2 separate regions of the Zea mays genome follow, and region 2 is linked to region 1. The links are chromatin contacts, called in public Hi-C maps. All regions are on one chromosome and are shown on one strand. Each heading gives the region's core, a stretch centred on a gene start, on an enhancer-like site or on the middle of the called end of the contact. The rest is flanking DNA. Distances are from core to core; before and after follow the strand shown. Region 1 has its middle 20 kb from the start of LOC100502228. Region 2 holds the start of LOC100383931.

Evidence for each region. Hi-C and Micro-C count contacts between places; a contact is called where the count stands out from the background.
Region 2: a contact with region 1 is called in a Hi-C map of ear, with 2.1 times the contacts expected there. The contact joins the promoter of LOC100383931 here to the enhancer-like site in region 1. A contact is called at or near these places in 4 of 25 Hi-C or Micro-C datasets (ear, endosperm, leaf and 1 more).

Annotation. Positions count from the first base shown.
Region 1 is chr3:162,528,281-162,536,082 of Zm-B73-REFERENCE-NAM-5.0, reverse strand. No RefSeq gene overlaps it. Among protein-coding and RNA genes, the nearest start is that of LOC100502228, 20 kb to the right of the region's middle. Within about 2 kb of position 4,807, at least 17 of the 20 cell types and tissues checked have an H3K27ac peak or open chromatin away from gene starts, as enhancers often do. A contact at or near this core is called in ear, leaf and tassel, where this site is marked.
Region 2 is chr3:162,577,361-162,585,162 of Zm-B73-REFERENCE-NAM-5.0, reverse strand. It overlaps LOC100383931, which reads right to left and starts at 4,991. Exons shown (of 20, transcript NM_001362233.1): 1 at 4,458-4,991; 2 at 3,356-3,638; 3 at 3,236-3,264; 4 at 3,029-3,130; 5 at 2,153-2,221; 6 at 2,022-2,081; 7 at 1,818-1,931; 8 at 1,605-1,653; 9 at 1,366-1,475; 10 at 1,197-1,289; 11 at 1,005-1,097; 12 at 160-297. The coding sequence starts at 4,844.

The sequences.
Region 1 (7,802 bases), core at 3,558-6,057:
AGCGAGGCGCCCATGGTGGTTGTGCCCCTATTCCCATCCATCACACTCATTTGCAGCTTCCGCAACAACACTCTCCAAGCTTCTGAAGCAGGCCGATTCCATCCCCTATACGGTGCTAGTATGGTATGTAACTAAGTACACAAACAAATTCACAAACTAACTAGCAAGTGTGTACTAAAGTAAACTAAACTAAGCTAAACAAACTAAACAAATCACAATTATACTTAAAACAAGGACAAAATCAAAAGCATTTCCTAAAAAGAGGTGTTTCTACTATATAAAAGCACTACTTTCCATGTTTTTCCATCACCGTCACGCTCCTCTAAATTTAAATGGTAAATAAGCTAAAATTATACATAAATAAAGATTGTTATAATACCTACAGACAATATGCTATAATAATCTATCTATATTATTGATGCTTGATGATATAAATGAAAAATGTGGGGAATTCGGTGGGTGCGGACCGTGGATGGATGGATTACCTTCATCGGCAGGGTTGTGGCGGAGGAGGAGTAGGCCGGCGACGGGGAGGAGGAGCAAGCCGATGGCGCCAGCACCAGCGGCAGCGCTAAGCCTCGGGCGTGCGGCGGCGGCTCGGTGTCGGCGGGCCCGTCGGTGGCTTGGTGGTGGTGGTGGGGGGGTGGCGTGGCTCGGGCTCGAGCGAGACAAGTGACGAGGGAGAGAATGGGAAAAGAGGGGGCGGGCCATCATGTTTATTCTAGCTCGGCGCCAAGATCTATGGCGCCGAGCTAGGGCAGCCATGTCGGTGCCGCGTTAGCCCTCGCTTGCCGACACGGCAGGCACCTCGGCTCCATAGGACATGGAGCCGAGACATGTTATCTCGGCATCAAGACCTATGGCATCAAGCAAAGGGTCCAAAAATGGAATTAAGTCGTGTAGAGGTCTAAATTTGAAATTTCTTCGGAAAAGGGCCAAAATACCAAAAATTCAGACAAATCTCTTGTGAGCCTGGCAGCGGTCGGTTTTTTGCATCTACTAAGACTATACATATAGTGAAGAAACCAAACATAGTGCACTTTAAATTTCTACGGGTGCAGTTGCACACACGAGGAAGGGAAACATTCATGTTGTGTGCATGCGATTATGAATTGTGATTTGTCATGGTTTTAAATATAGTAAATCTACTCTATAATGGTATGAATGTCCATTCTTCAAAATTATATATGTAATCTTAAAGATGGTATAGATCTTTTGAGCTCTTAAAGTGAAATAGTGTATAAATTGGCACGAGCACTATTAGGTACAAATGCCATACAGTGTTGGTATGACATGATTTGACACTACAGTATCATGCATATGATGATGGCTAGACACTAGTGCTGGCACGACACGACACAATTAGAAATAGTGTCACACCTTATATTGTCAGTGCCATGTGCTCGTGCCATATTGCTCGTCTGGGCGTGCATAGCCGAGAGCACCTAGAGGGGGGGGGGGGTGAATAGGTGATCCTGTAAAAATCAAACACTAATAGCCACAAAACTTAGTTATAAGTGTTAGTACGGCTAAGTAGCTTGAAGCGAGTTCTTGTGAACACAACAATCACAGAGAAAGCAACACAAGGCACACAATTTTTATCCCGTGGTTCGGCCAAGTAGCACTTGCCTACTTCCACGTTGTGGTGTCCCAATGGACGAGGGTTGCACTCAACCCCTTTCAAGTGATCCGGTGATCAACTTGAATACCACGGTTTTTCCTTTAGAGTATTGTTCCCGTTTGCGAGGAATCTCCACATGTTGGAGCCTCTCGTCCTTACAATAAAGATCTCAAAGAATGCACAAGAGTAAGGCTAGGAGAGCAACACACACAACACATAAATCCGCAGCACACACGCACACAAGCCAAGACTTGAGCTCTAAACGTAGCACAAAGAGTTCACAACTCGAACGGAGCTCAAATCACTAACACAATCGATCAAATGCGCGGAGACGAAGTGTGGGAGTCTTAGAATGCTTAGTGAATGCTTAGATGTCTCCTCCATGCGCCTAGGGGTCCCTTTTATAGCCCTAAGGCAGCTAGGAGCCATTGAAGACCAACAAGGAAGGCTATCCTTGCCTTCTGTCGAGTGGCGCACCAGACAGTCCGGTGCGCGATTGCCTTCCAAATCAGGCACAGGCGACCATTGCTCCTCTAGGCTGGTTGGCTCACCGGACAGTCCGGTGCACACCGGACAGTCCGGTGCACCAACTGACTGTTGGAGCAGTCCACGTGTCGCGCGAAGATTGCGCGGCCGACCGTTGCTCAGGCGACCGTTGGCTCACTGGACAGTCCGGTGCGCCACTGGACAGTCCGGTGAATTATAGCCACGTCGCCCCAATGCTTTTCCCGAGAGTGACGAGTTCACCGCGGACCAGCCTGGCACACTGGACACTGTCCGGTGCACCACCGGACAGTCCAGTGTGCCAGACCGAGCTGAAGATTGGTTGCACAGAGCCAAGCTTTTCCCTTTTCCTCTCTTCTTCTTTAGTCACTGTTTCTAGCACTTAGATAACCATGTTAGTACATAAAACAATTCACTAAGTCTAGAAACATACCTTTTGCCTTGATTTGCACTTTTCACTTTATTTGGCACATAAGAATTTAATTAAACGTGTTGGGCACTTAATCACCAAAACATCATAGAAATTGCCCAAGGGCACATTTCCCTTTCAATAGCCACGTACACGCGACAAAAGGGGTTATATATGATGCTTAGAGCAACTCAAAGAAGAATGCGAAGCATGTACGTGACAGAATCAGAAATTCACGTACACATCAATTACATAATTGGACATCATCAAACAATGCTCAAATAGTAGTGAAAATAAGTGGTAATTTATTACATCACAATGTCCGAGACATCCACAGAGTCATTAACTTAAACCATAATCAAAGTGTTGAACGAAATGTGTACGATAAGGCCTTCATAGGCAACTGACTAGGGGTTTGCCGCTAATCTACTCTAGAACTCGCCGAAGTCCTAGAACTCCTGAAAGTCCTAAATGTGGCCTTCATCTTCTCCTGAGCAGGAGTTGCAATGGGGACAACCTGGTGTTTGGTGTTTTAAGCAAGGGTGAGTACACATCAACGTACTCAACAAATGTCCCATTTAGCTAAAGTGGGCTAGCTATATGTGGGGAAAGCTCAAAGCAGTTGCTTTTAGATGGTCAGGTATTTATTACTAGTATATAGGCAAGTTTTATCAATTACCCCATGTTATTAACCCAAAAAGTACCCCCTCCAAGAGGAAATACCAGAATCCATCATTATAATTATCATCAATAAGCCATCTTCATAAATGTATCCAGAATATCTCTAATCAAAGGAGTTTCCAAGGCTGCTCATAACCGTGAGCACGACTGATATACCAGTTTCATTCCTCTTCAGAGACCCAACACTTTACCCATGAGTCGTGATTCCCTATCTAGCCTAGGTTTGCAAGACCTGGTCTTCACTACCGAGGTGAGTGGCTAGGGATTCACTACGTAGCCTTTACAAAGATTCCCCAAAGGTCATAGTCGCCCATTAGGTTTCTCTAGTTTGATAAACATAGTACCTCTCCCCGCAGGAGGGGTGACTAACAAAAGCAAAACGAACGAACCTCGGCACTCAGCCTCGGTAGAGCAAGTATTGTGCATGTACCGCATTGACGGCACAACGGTGAAGCCGACTACACCCCAAGTTCTTCTAATTAATCAGCTAAGGGTGTCCCATACCACCCTCATGGTTATACTATTTTCTCGGGTGGTCATCCAACCAACAGGTCCTTACGGAGAGTTACTCGAGAAACAACCCGAGTCCCCTAAAGTGTCATAAATTCATCATCATATCCAAAATAACATCATCATATCATAAATATTCTCATCATTTTCATTGATTAAAGTAAAACACTAGCATGATATTAATCATAGTAGCCAAATCCCAAAGGATAACCAAGGACGGGAAAAACAGAACACTAGTCAATCATTAGGTTGATCATGGTATGCGAGATTATGAATTATAAAGTAAGTAGGACATAATGGGTCAGAGGACACTTGGGGAAATCTCCTACAACTCCCTTGGGAACCACAAACTGCTCATTGTCTATGCAAAACAACCATTCATTCAACACACTTGGGGAATAACAAAAGAATAGTACACCACACATATGCAACAGAGTAATCGCAGTTTCAATATAAAGGTAAATACAAGAAGGTGCTTTCTAAGTTTGGGGTAGGTCACTATGCCAAGTGGTCTGTTGTTCCCTAACCAAGTCTATCTTAATACAATCACTTGATCAAATATAGTTAGTTCAGGGATGGCATTATACATTAAATAGGGTTGGATATATAAAGTTAAGCATTTGAACATTCATGGGGGGTTTCTATGTTTATTTTATCCCTAATAGAGTTCCTATGGCTTCAAATCTAACCTAGAGATCAACTATAAATTGAGACTTAAAAACAATAGGTGGGCAGTATTTTAACAGATAGACAATAACATGATGAACATTTTGCATTTTGAACCACCTAATTTGAAGTTCATATGACAAAGTTATGAATTTTGAAAGCTTTGGGATTCAAAACCCTATTTTAAACACATTTCTCTAATTAAATAAAAGCATGGGGGTCTCTCTGCATGATCCCAGGGGCTTGGTTGCAAGGGCTGAGGACGGCGGGTTGAAATCCGGGAAGTCAGGGGCCTCTTAAGCAAAGTGCCCGCGGGTGAAGGGGTATCGGGGTTTCTCGGCCACCGGATCAGGAATAGATGGTCGAGATTAGAAGCACGGAGGGGTTGATATGGGTGGGGCCCACTGGTCAAAGACCCAGAGAGGGGAAGAGAGAGGATGTGCGCGGGGAGGCTGCTAGGCAGGGCCCACTGGTCAGGGCCGTCGCCTACCTCGAACGCGCGCGCGGCGAGCGAGGTGCCGCGGCGCCGTGACCAGAGGCGACAGGGGATTTGGGCGACGGCAGATGGTCGGGGAGGGCCCACCATGAAGACTCGGTGCCGTCGCGATAGTTCACCGGCGTGGGCAGAGAGAGGATGGAGAGCGAATGAGAGAGAGAGAGGAGGAGAGGGCCTATGGTTCTCACCTATGGTGGAGCTCGGCCAAGCCAACTCGACGGTGCTTCGGGTGTGGCAGGTGCACGAGCGGCGGATGCCGTGCTCCAGCCTAGGATGGGGTCTAGGGCTCGACGAATGCATGGACGACAGTGCTTCCTAGCAAGCTTCAGTGGTGATGAGCAAAACTGAGCGGGGCGACAGGGGCGCGGTGGGCAACAGCCACAGACGAGACGAGGGAGTGGTGCGGGGTAGAAACCGGGGCAAGCAGTGGGGTAGGTCGCACGTGTGGGGGTGGTTAAGCTCTACGGCTTCGGCTATGGTGGGCAGGTGGGCGACGTGCGCGGGGAGGGAGTTGGGTTGGTAGTTGGCCAGGGGAAAGGGGTTGACAGGTGGGGTCCGCTGGTCAGCAGACCGATGCCAGCACGCTCGCAATGACCAAGCGAGGTTGTGCCGCTAGGTGGGACCTAGGGCAGGGAGAGCGAGGGCGAGTGCGCGGGTGAAGCTGGCGCTCCAATAGGCCGGTCCCACGGGTCAGAAAGAAAGGGGGAGGCGGGTGCTCGGCTGAACCAGGCCAAATGGGCCAAAAGCCGAGGGGAAGGGGCCACGAGCTTCATTTCCCTTTTCTTTTATTCTTGAATTATGCTTCCTTTTCCTTTTATTTTGTCATTTGAATTCAAATGCAAATATGCCTCAAATTCAAATTGGGACTCCACAAGAATATGCATCGAGCAATAATAGAATTTAGGGTTCATCATGATGCAACAATTCATACTCCCTTGGATTTTGATCTACTAAAGTATTATTACATCTCCAAATAAAATAGCCATTCCTCTACTAAAATAAAAAGAAAAAAGAAAATGGAGAGAGGATAAGAGAGGTAACACCTAAATTTGGTGGATATTAGAGAAGAAATTTTATACCCCAAATTCATGGTGTTACAATCACGTTCTGCCAAAGAGCATGTACGAGGCACAATCGTGCACTCAAGATGGCGTATGAGCAGATACATGCTTGGCCGAAAGGCTATGTGCTATTTAGGAAAGAATACGTGGAGGCATAGTACTGTCCGAAGTATAAATTGTCTAGGTTCATGGAGGTAGACTCTGGTGATGGACAGAAGAGGCAGCTCGACATCCCTATGACAATCCTGCGCCACCTTCCATTCATATCGAGGATCCAACATCTATACATGACCGAGAAATCCACGAAACAAATGACATGGCACAAAATGGCGAACGATACAATCCTGATAAGATGGTGCACACATCCAATGATGAAGCATGGAAACACTTTGATGCTATTCACCGTGAGAAAGCCAAAGAGGCTCGACGTGTTGCGCTAGCCACCGATGGGTTCAATCCCTATGGAATGACTGTTGCCCCGTACACATGTTGGCATGTTGTTATCCCCATCAATCTCCCCCTCAGTGTATGCTTTCAAAGACAGAACATATTTGTCGGGGACCATAATTAGGGGTACCCTCAAGACGCCTAATTCTCAGCTGGTAACCCCCATCAACATAAAGCTGCAAAGGCCTGATGGGTACGATTAAGTCAGGGATCAGTCCATACGAGCGACTCGATCACGCCTCGCCCGAGCCTAGCCTCGGGCAAGGGCAGCCGACCCCGAGGGGTTTCCGTCTCGCCCGAGGCCCCCCATTAACGGCGGACACATCTCCGGCTCGCCCGAGGCCTTGCCTTCGCTAAGAAGCAATCCTGACTAAATCATCGCGCCGACCGACCGAGTCGCATGAGCATTTAACGCAAAGGTAGCCCGACAACTTTGTCCTGACGCGCGCCCCCCGGCAGAGCCGAAGTGACCGCCGTCACTTCGCCGCTCCACTGACCGGTCTGACAGAAGGACAGCGCCGCCTGCGCCACTCCGACTGCAGCGCCACTTGACAGAGTGATGCTCACAGGAAGCCAGGCCCTGCCAAAGGCGCCATAGGAAGCTCCGCCCGACCCAGGGCTCGGACTCGGGCTCAGCCCCGGAAGACGGCGAACTCCGCTCCGCCTGACCCAGGGCTCGGACTCGGGCTAAGCCCCGGAAGACGGCGACCTCCGCTCCGCCCGACCCAGGGCTCGGACTCGGGCTCAGCCCTGGAAGACGGCGAACTCCGCTCCGCCCGACCCAGGGCTCGGACTCGGGCTAAGCCCCGGAAGACGGCGAACTCCGCTCCGCCCGACCCAGGGCTCGGACTCGGGCTAAGCCCCGGAAGACGGCGAACTCCGCTCCGCCCGACCCAGGGCTCGGACTCGGGCTAAGCCCCGGAAGACGGCGAACTCCGCTCCGCCCGACCCAGGGCTCGAACTCGGGCTAAGACCCGGAAGACGGCGAACTCCGCTCCGCCCGACCCAGGGCTCGGACTCGGGCTAAGACCCGGAAGACGGCGAACTCCGCTCCGCCCGACCCAGGGCTCGGACTCGGGCTCAGCCCCGGAAGACGACGAACTCCGCTTCACCCGACCCCAGGGCTCGGACACCGCCCTGGCCTCTGCCGACGACCTCCGCCTCGCCCGACCCAAGGGCTCGGACTCGGCCTCGGCCATGAAGGACAGACTCAACCTCGGCTTCGGAGGAGCCTCCACGTCGCCCAACCTAGGGCACAGGCCAGCCACGTCAACAGGAAGCGCCATCATCACCCTACCCCGAGCCGACTCGGGCCGCAGAGAACAAGACCGGTGTCCCATCTGGCCAGCTCCGCCAGATAGGCAATGATGGCGCCCCACTAGCCCCATGACGACGGCGACTCTCAGC
Region 2 (7,802 bases), core at 3,742-6,241, 49 kb before region 1:
ACCGCTCGTACTACCTCCGTAACCCTAATCCCAACAATTTGATGTGTACAAGATTAGCTTGGTAGGTTTGGAACTTCGGATCAGGGATCGGTAAGCAAGTTCAGATGTCAAACATCTACCAACAAAATAATAAGAACCACAAAGAAAGAGGATGTGTACCTCCATCTCAATAATGTGTGCTATCATATTTTCTGCTGGCTTAAGTCCATCCCGCAAAAACTTCCCAATGACTTCATCCATGCTTCTGCGGAGTATAGGAAACTGCTGCAACTCCATTGCAAGGCAGCGATGGCTCATCTACACAGAAAGAGTGAAATCATGAGAAATAGCAATAGAAATAGTATGGCAATAAAGTTATATAATGTTGTAGATAAAATGATCAAACAAGCACATATTTCAGTTTCCAACAATTTACAGCTGGAGGTGAAGATGATCCCTGAATCACTCAAACACTCACAAAACTCAACACAAACACTAGGACACACTGAGGTTTTGACGCTGCCAAACTACACCACTACTTAGGTGCATTCTATTGATCTGTTTATACACACAATTATAAAGGCTCACAGACATAAATCATGGCACCAATCAGCAATCAATTAGCTAAGAAAGGGAACTAACCAATCAATTATCAATTAGATAGAAAGGAAACTAATCAATCAACTAAGAAGGAAATGAAAACTGGACTATGCAACAGGTGTGGCCCATATTGGAAATTTTCACGCCATCTAGATACATTGAGACTTAAGAAATAAAGAAATGATAGTGTGTAAGGGCGGGCCTGGTGCAACGGTAGAGCCTACCGTCTGTAACCGGAAGGTCCCGGGTTCGAGAACCAGCCTCTGCATATTATGCAGGTAAGGCTTGGCGCTTAAAGATACCCTTCCCCAGACCCCGCACAGTGCGGGAAGCCTACGGCACTGGGTACGCCCTAAGTTCTGTACTCCAAGACAGACTGACAGACTGCTCGAGAAAGACCAAAAAATAATTAAGAGAGTATATACCTTTACAAGTTCATCATATATGAATTGTGCACACTGAAGACTTGGATCAAGCAATCTGCTGATCTGCCTACGTACAAGGACTTCAAATGGAACCTTTAAGTGATTGTTAGCAAAGAATTATCAGCTAAAAGTTCCAACGATGATTGCTATGTGCCTCAATAATGCACGCAATAAGAGGCAGGTGCATCTTACTTCAGGTACAAACAGAGCACTTCTAGGACCAGTTGCATTTTGAATAGCCATGCGGATATCTTCATCTGTAACATCCTCACAAGGATCAACCTCCTGTAATGATATATATTTAATAGACTCGTGACAACGCTTATCAACATATGATGAAAACCACTGTCCAGTTACGCACCTCTAAACTTTTGACAAAGATAGACTGGAAAATGTAATGGATCCTTGCTCCACCAGAGAGTTCAATTGTCGATATATCTTCATTTTTTCCTTCCACCATTGAGGAGAAAGCTACAGTATACACAGGTTATTTAATGCTCAAAATATAAAAGCACAACACAGGAAAGTAATAGGCAATTCTAGCAATTATAGGGCATAAATATAGTTTCCTTAACAAAAGTGTCATAGTTCAATATTTACCTTCACAGTATTTAGCTAGTATGTTCAAAAGCTTAGCACCTTGGCCAGCCTGCAACCATGAAACATATAGATGGACCATCAGAAGGAATAAAGGAAACAAAAACAATAAGAACACTGATGAACCAGACTGGCTTTAACACGCATCAAACAAGAAGTGTCAGGTTATACAGTTTATCTCTTTATTATCCAAATGGAAATAAATGCAAAACAGACCTTTGAATCAACAGGATCACCATACACAGCAAGCTCCTTAGCAACAGCAGTCAACTGACTGCTTATGCGTGACTTAAGCCCCGGCAAAACTGTTTTTATATGTTGGACCAGGATCTGAAACCGTATAAATAGATTAGATTCAAATCATAAGTCATAACACAACTAGAACCTGGATTACAATGGACATCTCAGTCACAACCATACCTGGTTTAGCTTCTTTGCTAATTGTGGTATCCCACAGTACTGAGCAATACCATGATATGCCTAAGGGGAGAAAACAAATTCCATTATTATGGAAAAGGAATCTGGACAAAAAAAGGTTTAGATCTACATACTGGCTGAGTACGGAAGAATTTTTCTTCACGAGCCAGAGCATCCTTGATACTGAGGTCAGAGTTGATATCCTGCATTATTAGAAAGGATATAGATTGGTGAAATAAAAAGCTTTTGCAAACCAAATAAATGCATGTATTTTATTGTTATTAAGCATGATGTGGATAATGATTGTTCGTCTGATTTAACCAAATATACATAATTCTCTGATATTCTTATGTTGTGTTGGATTTGTGGCCATACAAAAAGGGATCGACTCTAGAACGATGATATATGTGATAGCCTTTTTTAGCAAATTAAAGAAGTTTGTACAACACCGGTTGAGATGATTTGGACATGTCCAACGGATACCTCTAGAGGTACCAATGCGTAGTGGGGTCCTAAGTTGTGAAAGCAATGGAAATGGAGGTGGAAGGATGAATTTGACATGGGAAGAGACAGTAAAATGAGACTTGAAAGGATGAAATATACCTAGCTTTGAATAGTACATGGAATCCAGATACCTATAACCTATGTGCTTGAACCTTCGCTCGTGGTTTCTGTTGGGTTTCAACTATAGCATACCGTCAGACCCCCAATGTGCTTGGGACTAAAAGGCTTTATTGTTGTTGTTGTCGTATACAGAATTCTCTGATAGTTTAATAAAGCTATCGCTAGTTTGCTCTAAATCAGCAGCCAAGAGGCAGCAATGCAACAAACAGCCATCTCAATGTTACAATTATATAAGTTATGAACCACTTGAACAATAAATTTATACCATAAAATGAATTATCTCAACAAGATGGAAACACAATTCTTGTTGATGCAGATGAAGCCTTAAGTTCGACAAACTTGTGCAAACCAATAACCTTAACCAAGATAGAGAGAGAGAAAAGTACCTGCTGGCTGCGGTTGACGACACCAACATAGCCAAGCTTTAAGGGGATCACATTTCCCAGCAGAAAGTTCCGGGCATCAGTGCCCCTGTCCATTATGTCCAACTGGAAGAAACAGAACATCAGAATAGATTGCAATCAGTGGCACAGGAGAGATAGGATGGCCAAAATGTAACTTGGAAATTAAGGTGAAGGAAAGAAAGAAAAAACCTTTGTGATAACACCAATTGTTCGAGAACCTATGAAAATAATAAATCATCATGATAAGATAATATTTCTGAACTGAAATGTTATAGTGGACAGGACGTAGATTATGCAGGGCACACATACCATCAGGATCAGCAACCCGAGCCATTTGAAGAGCATCAGAGTTTGCTAAATCTGCATTTGCTGGCGAAACAGCTAAGATGATGCATGTCTTGTGCCTGATGTATGACATTATCATAGTCCTTATTCTGGCTTCAATATCAGTTGGCTGGTCACCAACTGGCACCTTAGTGATTCCAGGCAAATCGACTAAAGTAATGTTAAGGACATTCGGAGAAAAGATCTTCAACCGTATCTGCCTATCCGATACACCTTTGTTACCACCTGCCTCACGATCTGTTTCAGCCTGCATAGATGCAGAGAGTCGTTTAAGAATGGTCTGTGCAGCACTAATCTCAACTCCAGCCCACACTAACAAAACAAAACATCGTAATTGAAGTGAAACAAAATACCAAACACTCAAGACAGATAATATTGTTGTTCTATCAAATACTAGGATGTTGGGTCCCAACTAAAACTTATGTACACCTTACTTTCCACTTCGAAATTCTGGTTCACAAATATACTTTCCACAAATCATCCTGACAACCACTAATACCACCTGAATTGGTTTTTTTTTCAAATGTAACCAAGTTGTATTGGGGACAACATCGAAACCACTATATTAACAAGAAACTACGTGATAACCCATATAGAATTTCAATATCCAAGCAACTCGTTAACTCATGTGGAGAACAATAAACCTGCAAGGGCCAACCTGAAGACAACCAAGTAAATTATGGCATTCTGTACTCTGTAGTCGTTAACAACCACATGCCCACATCGTCACCACAGGAAGCAGCAACGAAATAACATCATCACTAGCACTGAACACCAGAGACAACACCACCTAACCTAGCATTTACCATCGTTCCAATCTCAGAGCCCAACTGTGCTGACCCATGAACACACCAGAAACCACCGCGAAGAATGATTCCTCGAAACCAACAGGAGTATTCCTAAACAGTCATCTGCAGCCCTAGCGAGCAGCCACAGCACAATATTACTACTACTAGTAAAGTCCCGACCAATAATAATTATCCATTGAATGTACACGCACAGTCAAGTAAAAGTGTTTATTCCAGCCAAATAACCGCACGAGGGATTAAGGCAAAGGGATGGGGACCTGGATCTCGCGTCGGATTTCGCGGAAGTCGTAGAAGCGACGCCCCGAGAGGTGCAGGAACTCGCCCCACTCATCGGCCTCTGCGTCGGCGGGGCGGCGCGGCTGGTGCACGAGCTGGAGCACGAGGGGGCGGCGCGTGCAGATGTCGGAGCCCCGCGGGAGGAAGTCGCGGCCGACGAGCGCCTCGAGGACGCTGGACTTGCCGCTGCTCTGGCTCCCGACCACGGCCACCTGCGGCAGGTCGATCGTGGAGCTGCTCCCCAGCTGCGCGAAGATGTCCTGCAGCTTGTTGACGATTGGGATCACCGAGGACCCGACCGCCGCCGCGGCCGCGGCCGCCGCCGCCGATGGGGCGGACGGCGCGGAGGAGAGGTGGTCTTCGGCCATGGTCCGGGGGGCGGGGGCGTGCAGGCTGCGCCGCTAGGCTGGCCTGGGGATTTGGACGAGGAGAGCAACGAGACCCGGGAAGGGAATCCCTAGATCGAGAGCTCTTCGTTCTTTTTTTTTTTCCTCTCCTAATCTTTTTTCCCCGGTCTTGAGGTGGGGATTTCAAATCGAGAGGCCTCGAGCTCGAGGGGACCGGACCGGGGTTCCGAACACCGGGGAAGGAGACGCGCGGGGAAATTACCATTATAACCCCCACCTTCTTGGCTTAGGGAACAAGACGAACGTGCTCGGTTTGCACGCATGGAGAGTGGATTCTGTCGTGCTTAAGGAGCACTGTTTACAACTTGACCTGATGTTGCCGTGTTTCTTTGGTGAAGAAGAAATGCAAGGTAAGTAAATATGCAATCTACCTTACTTTACCAGGAGGAGTACAAGCAGTGGCGAAGCTAGAGCAAATATATTGGGGTGCAACTCCCTTGCGGGTGCATAAGGATGAGATATGAGTGATGCATATATGGTGAAAATTTAACTATTATAACTAAATTCTGAATTTTAGGGAGGTGCATGTGCATCCACGAGCTAACATGTAGCTTCGCCCCTGAGTACAGGATCAAGATTTTCGATGAAGGGTAAGCTCCACTTGTTTCTTGCCTGGGACGGGCGTGGTAGACTGGTAGCCTAGCCCGAGACTCGCCGGAGCAACAAGCAGCACAAGGAGTCAAGGACGCACGAGCAAACACCACCAGCCAGTCCCCTGATCGCGGGTGACCGCGACGTCCCCGCGCCGCACGGGGAGCAGGGCCGGGTCGCGACATCGTGGCTAGCTGAGAAAGGCAACAGTATGGGCCGTCCACTGACAGAAGCCCAGTACGAGGGCGGCGCTTGACTTGGGAGCAGCTGCTCCCAAGCAGGACAGCAGGGCGGTGACGGTCTGAGGCCCTATATAGATTTTGAAATGAGATTCTATCCACGTGAACATTCACGAGGAAGGTTTTTCTCTCGTCTACATCTCTGTTGGAAAATTTATCTTTACGAAAAATTCATCTCCATTAAAAAGTGCAATATTTAAAGATAATTTAAATTAATTATATCAAATAAATATAAATTGAGAAACAAGATTTAAAGTTACAAGAGACATATACTGTTGGAGAGCAAATCTCCGATCGGGTGGCAGAGTGCACCCGCCTTAAATCCTAAGATGAGGAGGGGCGTAGGCGTTTTGCTCGTTAGTCGGGAAAACGGGAAGAATACAGGAACACACAAGGGTTTAGAGTGGTTTGGGCCGCCGGAGCGTAACACCCTACTCCACTGTGTGATGTATTGCTTGTGAGCTTGTATGAACTTGTGAGTGTCTGAGGTTGGGTCTGAAAGATTAAGCTTGTGTGTAACGTCGCATACCTCCCCTTTTATAGCTGAAGGGGGGCATGCACAAAGATACTGGGCCCCGACAGGTGGGCCCAGGGACATAAAGAATATAGCGCTTGGAGCCACAAATGTTTGCTGCTTGGGGCAATCTTCTTGTGCCCTGACGCCCGAGATCTCCGTATCCTCGACGTGCAGGGGAAGCTTCTTGTAGAAGGGATGATGAGTATTGTGCGCCACTCGGCACAAGCGCACTGTTCACCAACAGACTGGTCAGGCGCGCCGTCTGCTGGGTGACCCTGACGCCGCCTGCCGGTGGATTGGACAGGACGCATTAAATGCTGAGAGGGCGCGTCGCCTGACAGCGTGGTGGCAGGCGGCGCGTCCTCTCCGCAATAAATGCAAAGGTTGCACAGCCGTATGTGCCTTACGTCAGGCTCGGCCTATTGGCTTATGTCACAAGCCTCAAGCGTCGCGGCCGCTGCGGGTCTCCGCCTGAGCGGGGAGCGTAGGGTAAGGCCTGGACACGTGTCGGCACCGGACCCCTGCCTGTGCGAGGGTCCTCCCCGTCCCGGGACCTCGCTAAGGCCCGGACCTCACTCGAGGGGGACCTGGGATCCACTTGTGGGACCCGGCATGTCTCCTCGGGAGCTCCAGACTCGTATTTCACAGGGGTCCGGTGTTCCTCTGCGAAGGTCCGGACCCAACGGTGTTTCCCGGGATGTATTATCCTTCCTCGCCACGTGGCACCCTTAGGCCTGCTCATGTGGTGGAGTCGGGTGCCACTCTCCGTGTGACCTGAAGGTCTCGTACGTGTGCAGCGTCTTCATATTGTAGAAGAGGGTACCCCTGATTCAGGGTACCAACAGTGGCTCCCGGGCCCGCCTCAGGGGAGGATGCGAGCCTGTAGGTGGGGCCAGAGTCTGATTTGCGCTTGGCCTTTTTAACCGCTGGTTACAGCGAAGATGAAGGGGCGTGTTGGGGGCCTTCGTCCTCCGAAGGTCCTCAAAAACATAATTTAACAATGTTTCCCAAGTATGATTTATGGACAAGTATCTTCGGATTCATGGTAAAAGCAGATACGATGAAGAGCTGGATCGTGACGAAGGTTGTCGTCGCTCCGAAGCTGTGCGGAAGGGAGCTTCGGCTAAATTGCAGAAAAGGGAACCGACTTAAAAGGGAAAAGGTTGTTCAGTCCTCATAGATTTTTTCATAAGTCAATAGCGAATGTAAAGGGCATAATTGTAATCTCTCATAGGCTGTGTCCTGTGCCTATAAATAGGTGAATAGTGCCCTTGTACTGTTCACGCTGACTTGTACTTGCTTTTGCGTCACGCTTGTACTTTTTTGCCTTATATCAAGTCGAAGGTACATTTGTAATTCAATATTGTTTCTGTCTTTCCAGGATAATACAATAAATTAATAAGGTTATGTGATTGTTTATCTTGTCTCTTATATTACATATACTTCTTCTTTCATTAACATATATCGCATTTATGAAGGTACATCCTTCATAACCTTCGTCTGAAGATCATTATATCCTAAGGGAAATAATGCTTCGAAGGACGAAGGACATTAATATTTAACATTTTGTGT